Regions from separate parts of the Rattus norvegicus genome. Here region 1 is linked to region 2. Evidence: chromatin contacts called from public Hi-C data. All regions are on one chromosome and are shown on one strand. The core of a region is the stretch at or near the end of the contact, and the rest is flanking DNA. Distances in the headings are between cores, read along the strand shown. Region 1 holds the start of Dnajc16 (DnaJ heat shock protein family (Hsp40) member C16). Region 2 holds the start of Slc25a34 (solute carrier family 25, member 34).

What was found. Hi-C and Micro-C count contacts between places; a contact is called where the count stands out from the background.
Region 1: a contact with region 2 is called in a Hi-C map of liver, with 5 times the contacts expected there. The contact joins the promoter of Dnajc16 here to the promoter of Slc25a34 in region 2. A contact is called at or near these places in 4 of 12 Hi-C or Micro-C datasets (Schwann cells, liver, mammary epithelial cells and 1 more).

What each region holds. Positions count from the first base shown.
Region 1 is chr5:159,387,465-159,390,966 of GRCr8, reverse strand. It overlaps Dnajc16 (DnaJ heat shock protein family (Hsp40) member C16), which reads left to right and starts at 1,856. Exons shown (of 15, transcript NM_001014194.1): 1 at 1,856-1,891.
Region 2 is chr5:159,217,946-159,221,519 of GRCr8, reverse strand. It overlaps Slc25a34 (solute carrier family 25, member 34), which reads left to right and starts at 1,628. Exons shown (of 5, transcript NM_001013936.2): 1 at 1,628-2,152; 2 at 3,411-3,476; 3 at 3,562-3,574. The coding sequence starts at 1,733.

The sequences.
Region 1 (3,502 bases), core at 607-3,106, 170 kb before region 2:
AGCAACCACATGGTGGCTCACAGCCATCTATAATGGAAGGTGATTCCCTCTTTTGGTGTGCATGAAGATTCCTATATACATTAAGTAAATAAATCATTTTTAAAAAATAATTGAGCATCGTGCTAGCCACTTACGGTGTTGTCCCAGCTAGCCATGTTATTATCCCTGACATATTCCCGATAATAGTTATTCCTTGCTGACAGCTGTGGACATGTGTTAGGGATCTCACAGCTTGACCCCCAACAGAGGCATCTGAGATTCAAACCCGAACTGGGATAGACCCTTAGCCAAGAATCCACCATGGAATATGTCAAAAGATGATATTACACTCGCTTCCCGATTTTAGCATCAGGCAACGCTTCTTTCCATTAGATAGGATGCACATTCGGATGAGCAGCTGAGGTGAATTTACAAACAGGAAGTCTGGGGAGAGCCCAAACAAGAAACTCGAAGGGGAGTAGTTGCCAAGTCAAGGAGATTCGCCATGTTGGCTAAAACTGGCTGGTTTGGGGATTGGGCAGTTATATCTCTGTCACCTGATTTCTCAGACAGTTAAATAACCTAGTTTCGGCTTGGTAAAAATGAGCATGAGTGACTACAGCACATTGGTCTGCTGGTGCAAGTGCAGAAGCTCAACTGAAAACCAGTATGAATGTATTGTTCATTCGAGCAGCAAAGCCTTGGAGCTCAGTGATAGAGCACTTGCCTAGCATGCATGAGGGCCGCATTTTATTGCCCACACAGGCCAAGGTGGGAGGGGGGCGCAACAAGCTTTAGCTTCACTTTTCATTTATTTTGCAACTAACTATTCAAATACTGACAGCTTGTACAAATCAAGGTCTGTGCAGACAGTGATACGGTGCTGAAGAAGAAAAGAGACTGCCTACAGGAGCTTACACTCCTAAAAGAGCAGAGATATGGAATAAATGCATAAAAGATAGAGCCGGGCATGGTAGTGCAGACTTTTAATGCCAGAACTCTTTTGGGAGGCAGAGGCAGGCAGAGCTCGTGAGTTTGAGGCCACCCTGGTCCACCTAGCAAGTTCCAGGCCAGCGAGGGTTACACAGTGAGACCCTGTCTCAAAAACAAACAACAAAAACGGTGTGCTAGGTAAGGGATAAAAAGCAACCAATAACATAAGAATTCACTCAACAGGAGGCATGGAATAGAAAATACATTCCCAAGAGCCCTTGGTTGCAGGCGCAAAAAAATGTCAGCCTATTCACCACGCCCTCTTCCCCAGTTCTTGTCTAAATCCCAGTCTAGAACATTTTTGGTTTGATATACAGAATTTGAAGTCTTGGATTCTAAGCTTTGGGCAAGTCTTTGACCCTCTCCGAACTTCAGTATATGGAGAGGTTGAACTAGGAAGAATCCCTAAGGTCGCCTCAAACTCTGACGTTCTAGGATTCTATGAATAGGGTCAAAGTGAACTGGGACCAGCGACTGCGTCCCCGTCCTAGCAACAGTTGCTAGAAGTGGGCCACCTTCTGGCAACCAGTGGAAACCCCTCCCCAGTTCCCGGAGGTCTTCCTGGTATCCCGTGATGCATAGCGAGTTGGCCTCGCTAGTAGGCACGCTCTGGCCTCGCTGGTCAAGATCAAGCCTTCAGACCCAGCCGGAGAGCGCGCTCCGTTCCTATAGCAACCGCGCCCGATCCACGTGCCTACGGAGACCATCAGGGCCAAAATAGGCTGGCTGAGAGTGCAGCCTAAACCCAGTCCTTGCACGCCTTCCAGACACTGGGTCTTTAAGTGACACGTGACGGCCCGGGGCCTGGGCCCCGCCTCTTTCCCCTCCCCAGGTGCTCTGGTGTGGACTGGAAGCGCCGGCCCCGGCGGATTCACTGGAGCACGGACTCTGCGGCCGGTTGGGCCGGTGCCCTTTCCCGGTAACTCCTTCCCGGCGTGACGCGCGAACGCGGCGGGGCCCTGCAGGCTGGGGGATCTTCCGTGAGATCCTCCGCGACCTCAGCCCTTGCTGGGCCCGGGGGGACCCGGGAGCCGACAGGAACCGGGGCGGCGGGGGAGGGGGCCGCCTCCCGGAAGGTCGCGACCCGGGCGGGCACCGGAGTCGGGACTTGGTCCTGCGGAGCGTCTGGGGAGCCTCAGCCACCTGCGTTTGGGGACACCGAGGGCTACCTGTTGGCCAGCGCGTCCCCTGCCCTGTGGCCAGCCCCCTGGAGCTGGAGAACGTCAGCCAAAATAATGTCCCCATCTCACCCACTGAAGGGCTGACAATTCACCCACCCTGCTTGTGGCTTTTGCATATTAAACCCCTTACCCACTTTACCCCACCCCCGACCATGAAGATCCTGCTAGGTGCTGGTGCTCAGTCACACCCTGCCAGCAAGAACACAGGTTTAGGTCCTAGAATGGTGGACAACCTCCCCTCCACCCCCAATCTGATCCTCATTCTGGATCTCAATACCTCAGAACAGGTTGTCTTGAAAGAGAAACTGGCTTGCTTGTGGATTGTACTTAGCATGTATGCAGTCCTAAACAGTGGTCAATTGTCTGTGAAGACTCCCAAGCAGGATTTATGCCTGGAACTTGTCAAATACACCCCCCCCCCCGTCCCGAGTGAGTTGTCAGCCACTGAACTGAACACTGTGAGGTCAAGATAAATGTAACCCATGAAAATAATGTATGGTATAAAAGACCATAGCCCTCTGTGTGAGTGTGTGTGTGTCCAGGTCTACACTATCTCCGTACCAACCAGCCAGGATTATTCCAAAACCCACACTGAGTTCAACCCCTCAACTGAGTTGTAGTTAAGACATTTTAAAGCCCTGCCTATTCATTAAGTCTTTCCTGTTCTCTTTAGATGGAAAACTAAATTCTTTCATAACCATTTTTTCATATCTGAAGTTTCCATGGTCAATAACCAAATTGCTAACTGGCTTAAAAAACAGCTTCCCATTTCGTCTGAATGAATGTGATGATGATGATGATGATGATGATGATGATGATGATGATGATGATGATGATGATAGCAGCAGGCTTCTGAATATTACTGCACAATTATTTGTAAAGTTTTACTTTGATGTCCATTTAGTGCCCAGAAATGCCACAGTGATCCCAGAATGTAATTTAGTACATGAGAAATCATGATGAATTCGTGAATTAATTTGACACATCCTGAGCTACTCTGAAGCCAATTGTTTATTATTATGATAGGTGAGGTTGTGCAGGTGAGATGTGGTCTCCTGGATATCCTAAATCTGTTCTTGTAGTCACCATGTATTTCAGAGCATTCATTTTTAATAATTTTTTTTTTTTTGGTTCTTTTTTTCGGAGCTGGGGACCGAACCCAGGGCCTTGCGCTTCCTAGGTAAGCGCTCTACCACTGAGCTAAATCCCCAGCCCCCATTTTTAATAATTTTAAAAGGGCTTTTCTAATATGAGTTGTCTTTTTTTTAACTTATAATAGTTCTTATGTGTGATATTCAAAAGTTATGTTTTTTTTTTAAGATAGGGACAACAACTAGATTGACACACTC
Region 2 (3,574 bases), core at 379-2,878:
CAGAGCTACACAGAGAAACCCTGTCTTTAAAAAAGAAAAAAAATTAAAAGAAAAAAGAAAAAAATGGGGGCTGGAGAGATGGCTCAGCAGTTAAGAGCACTGACTGCTCTTCCAGAGGACCTGAGTTCAAATCCCAGCAACCACATGGTGGCTCACAACCATCTGTAAAGAGATCCGATGCCCTCTTCTGGTGTGTCTGAAGACAGCTACAGTGTACTTGTATATAATAAATGAATAAATCTTTAAAAAAAAAGAAAAGAAAAAATGTAACAGGATTGGAGAAATTGTTCACGTTTGGGGCACCGAACTAGCTCTTCCAGAGGGCCTGGGTTCAATTCCCAGCACCCACCCACATGGTAGTTCACACTCACATGTAACTCCAGTTCCAGAGTGTGCAGCACCCTCTCTGGCTTCCATGGGCACCAGGCACAGGTGCACGCGTCCGTGTGCACACACACACCTCACACACAGGCAAAGCACTCATATACATACAAAGTAAGAGACGCAGTAGGCATGCATCTGCGTGTTTGTGCTGTCAGTACTGGGGGACAGAGGCAGATGGAGCCTGCTGTGGTTTTGGAGGTGACCTGGGCAGCCCAGTGAGCCCCTGAGAAAGAGACACCATCACACACAAAACTGAACAATGTCACCAATGGTTCTTCAGGGCTCCGGGGTCCCTTACATTCACTCTTGTTGACATGGGACTGTAGAGATGGGCGTGGCGGCGCACACCTTTAATGTGAGCGCTTGGGAGGCAGAGGCAGGTGGAGCTCTGTGTGTTCCAGGCCAGCCTGGTCTTCACTGCTAGCGTCGGGCCAGCCAGGGTTACATAGAAAGACCCTGTTTTAAAAACCAAACAAAAAAGATGTTAGGTGAATAAACTTTTAAAAAAGAAAGAAAGGGGGTTGGGGATTTAGCTCAGTGGTAGAGCGCTTGCCTAGCAAGCACAAGGCCCTGGGTTCAGTCCCCAGCTCCGGAAAAAAACAAAAACAAAAAAAAAGAAAAAAAGAAAGAAAGAAAGAAAGAAAGAAAGAAAGAAAGAAAGAAAGAAAGAAAGAAAGGGGCCGAGAGATGGCTCAGTGGTTAAGAGCACTGACTGCGCTTCCAGAGGTTCTGAGTTCAAATCCCTGCAACCACTGCATGGTGGCTCACAACCATCTGATGCCTTCTTCTGGTGTGTCTGAAGACAGCTACAGTGTATCCATATACATAAAATAAATCAGAAAGAAAGAAAGAAAGAAAGAAAGAAAGAAAGAAAGAAAGAAAGAAAGAAAGGAAAGGAGGAAGGAAGGAAGAAAAGAGCTGTAATCTGGCAGATGTAGAAATGGGACAGTTGCTGGTCAGCCACGCTTAGGGCCAAGTCACCACAAGCCCAGGACCCGGGCTTGGACAGGAAGTCTAGAGGACAAGGAGGTGTACCCTCCTGTACTCTAGCTTGGCTCTCTCTTCCTACCCACTGTCCTTCCAGTTACAAGTGACCTTTCCTCCAGATCCCAGGGCCCAGGCCCGCCCTGGCCAGCAGCAGCCGGGATTGGTCTGAGCCAGGGGAGGTGTGTCCAGATTCCCATAGCTCTGCTGATGAGCAGCAGGTGGAGTTCCAAGACAGCCAGGGGCCTCCAGTCAGTGACAGGAGCTCTGTCCTCCAGGCATGGAGCTGGCCCCCTTTGATCCCCAGCCCTGGGGCCACACAAGGGTGCAGACTGCCTAGACACAACCACCTACAGCCTGTGCCATGACGCTGACCCAGGCACAGATGGCCCCTGCCACAGATTCGAGGGAGATGGTGTCCCCGGCTGTGGACCTGGTGCTGGGTGCCTCAGCCTGCTGCCTGGCCTGTGTATTCACCAATCCCCTGGAAGTGGTAAAGACCCGTCTACAACTGCAGGGGGAACTGCAGGCCCCAGGCACCTACCCACGGCCCTACCGGGGCTTTGTGTCTTCTGTTACGGCTGTTGCCCGGGCAGATGGGCTGTGGGGCCTGCAGAAGGGGCTGGCCGCTGGCCTTCTCTACCAGGGCCTCATGAATGGTGTCCGTTTCTACTGCTACAGCCTGGCATGCCAGGCTGGCCTCACCCAGCAACCGGGCGGCACTGTGGTCGCAGGTGCTGTGGCCGGGGCATTGGGAGCCTTTGTGGGGAGTCCTGCTTACCTGGTAAGTGTCTTCTCCTTCCTTTATGACTCCATGACCAATGTGACCGGTGGACTTTGTGGCTTTGGGTTGGGCAGGACGGTTTGGGAGGGGACTGTCCGCTGGGAATATCTGGCTCAGACCTGGAATCTGCCCTCGCTCTGACCCTTGCTTCTTCAGGGGCCGTGCCCACTGGTGTTAGCCGGGAGAGAGGGCAGGTGATAAAGAAGGCAGATTCGAGTCCTTGCTTGCCCGTGGTCACACCTAAGGAGCCCGGCGTACGGGAAGAATAAAAGCTGACACAAAGCATAAGTCTGTGGTGTCCTGGTCTAGGCACCAAACAATTACTCTGTCCTTGAGAGTAGCTGCAGAGTCCCCAAAGATCTTCTTAGGAAACCTGAGTCACTGAGATGCATGCCCAGGCCTCAGGATGTGGCTCCATTGGTATTGTGCTTACCTACTGTGTACTAAGCCCCAGGTTTGTTCCCAAGCACAGCATAAGCCAGGCATGGCACTGCCTGCCTACCCATAATCCCAGCATCTGAGAGGTGGAGGCAGGAAAAATCAGAATTAAGGTTACCGTCACAAGACTCATTTGGGGCCAGCCTGGGGTACAGGAGGCAATGTCTCAATTTTTTTTTAATTTATTTATTTATTATATATAAGTACACTGTAGCTGTCTTCAGACACACCAGAAGAGGGCATCAGATCTCTTTACAGATGGTTGTGAGCTACCATGTGGTTGCTGGGAATTGAACTCATGACCTCTGGAAGAGCAGTCGGGTGCTCTTAACCGCTGAGCCATCTCTCCAGCCCCAGTGTCTCAAATTTTAAGACCCATTTTATTGGGGTTGGGGATTTAGCTCAGTGGTAGAGGGCTTGCCTAGCAAGCACAAAGCCCTGGGTTCGATCCCCAGCTCCGAAAAAAAAAAAAAAAAAAAAAAAGGAAGACCCATTTTATTTATTTCATGTATGTGAGTACACTGTCACTGTCTTCATGCACACCAAAAGGGGTCATCAGATCCCATTACAGATGGTTGTGAGCCACCATGTGATTGCCAAGAATTGAACTCAGGACCTCAGGAAGAACAGGCAGTGCTCTTAACCGCTGAGCCATCTCTCCAGCCCCCAAATTTTAAAATAATAAAAGTGAACTCTGGCCAACCAAGACTGTCTCTCTGAGCTTCCGATGTGGGGTCAGGAATTCCATGCAGGAGAGGGGCTCAAACATGTTTGGTTCCAAGGCTCTATCCCAGAGCTCCCTTCTGCTCTGTACTCGCAGGTCAAGACACAGCTGCAGGCCCAGACAGGGGCTGCTGTGGCCGTGGGACATCAGCACCAACATCAGGTAAGACACCTTCCCCAGAACCTGGGGCTCCTGGCTGTGCAGGCACTGAGGCTGTCTAGCGAATCATACCATCATCTTCCCACAGGGTGTCCTGAGTG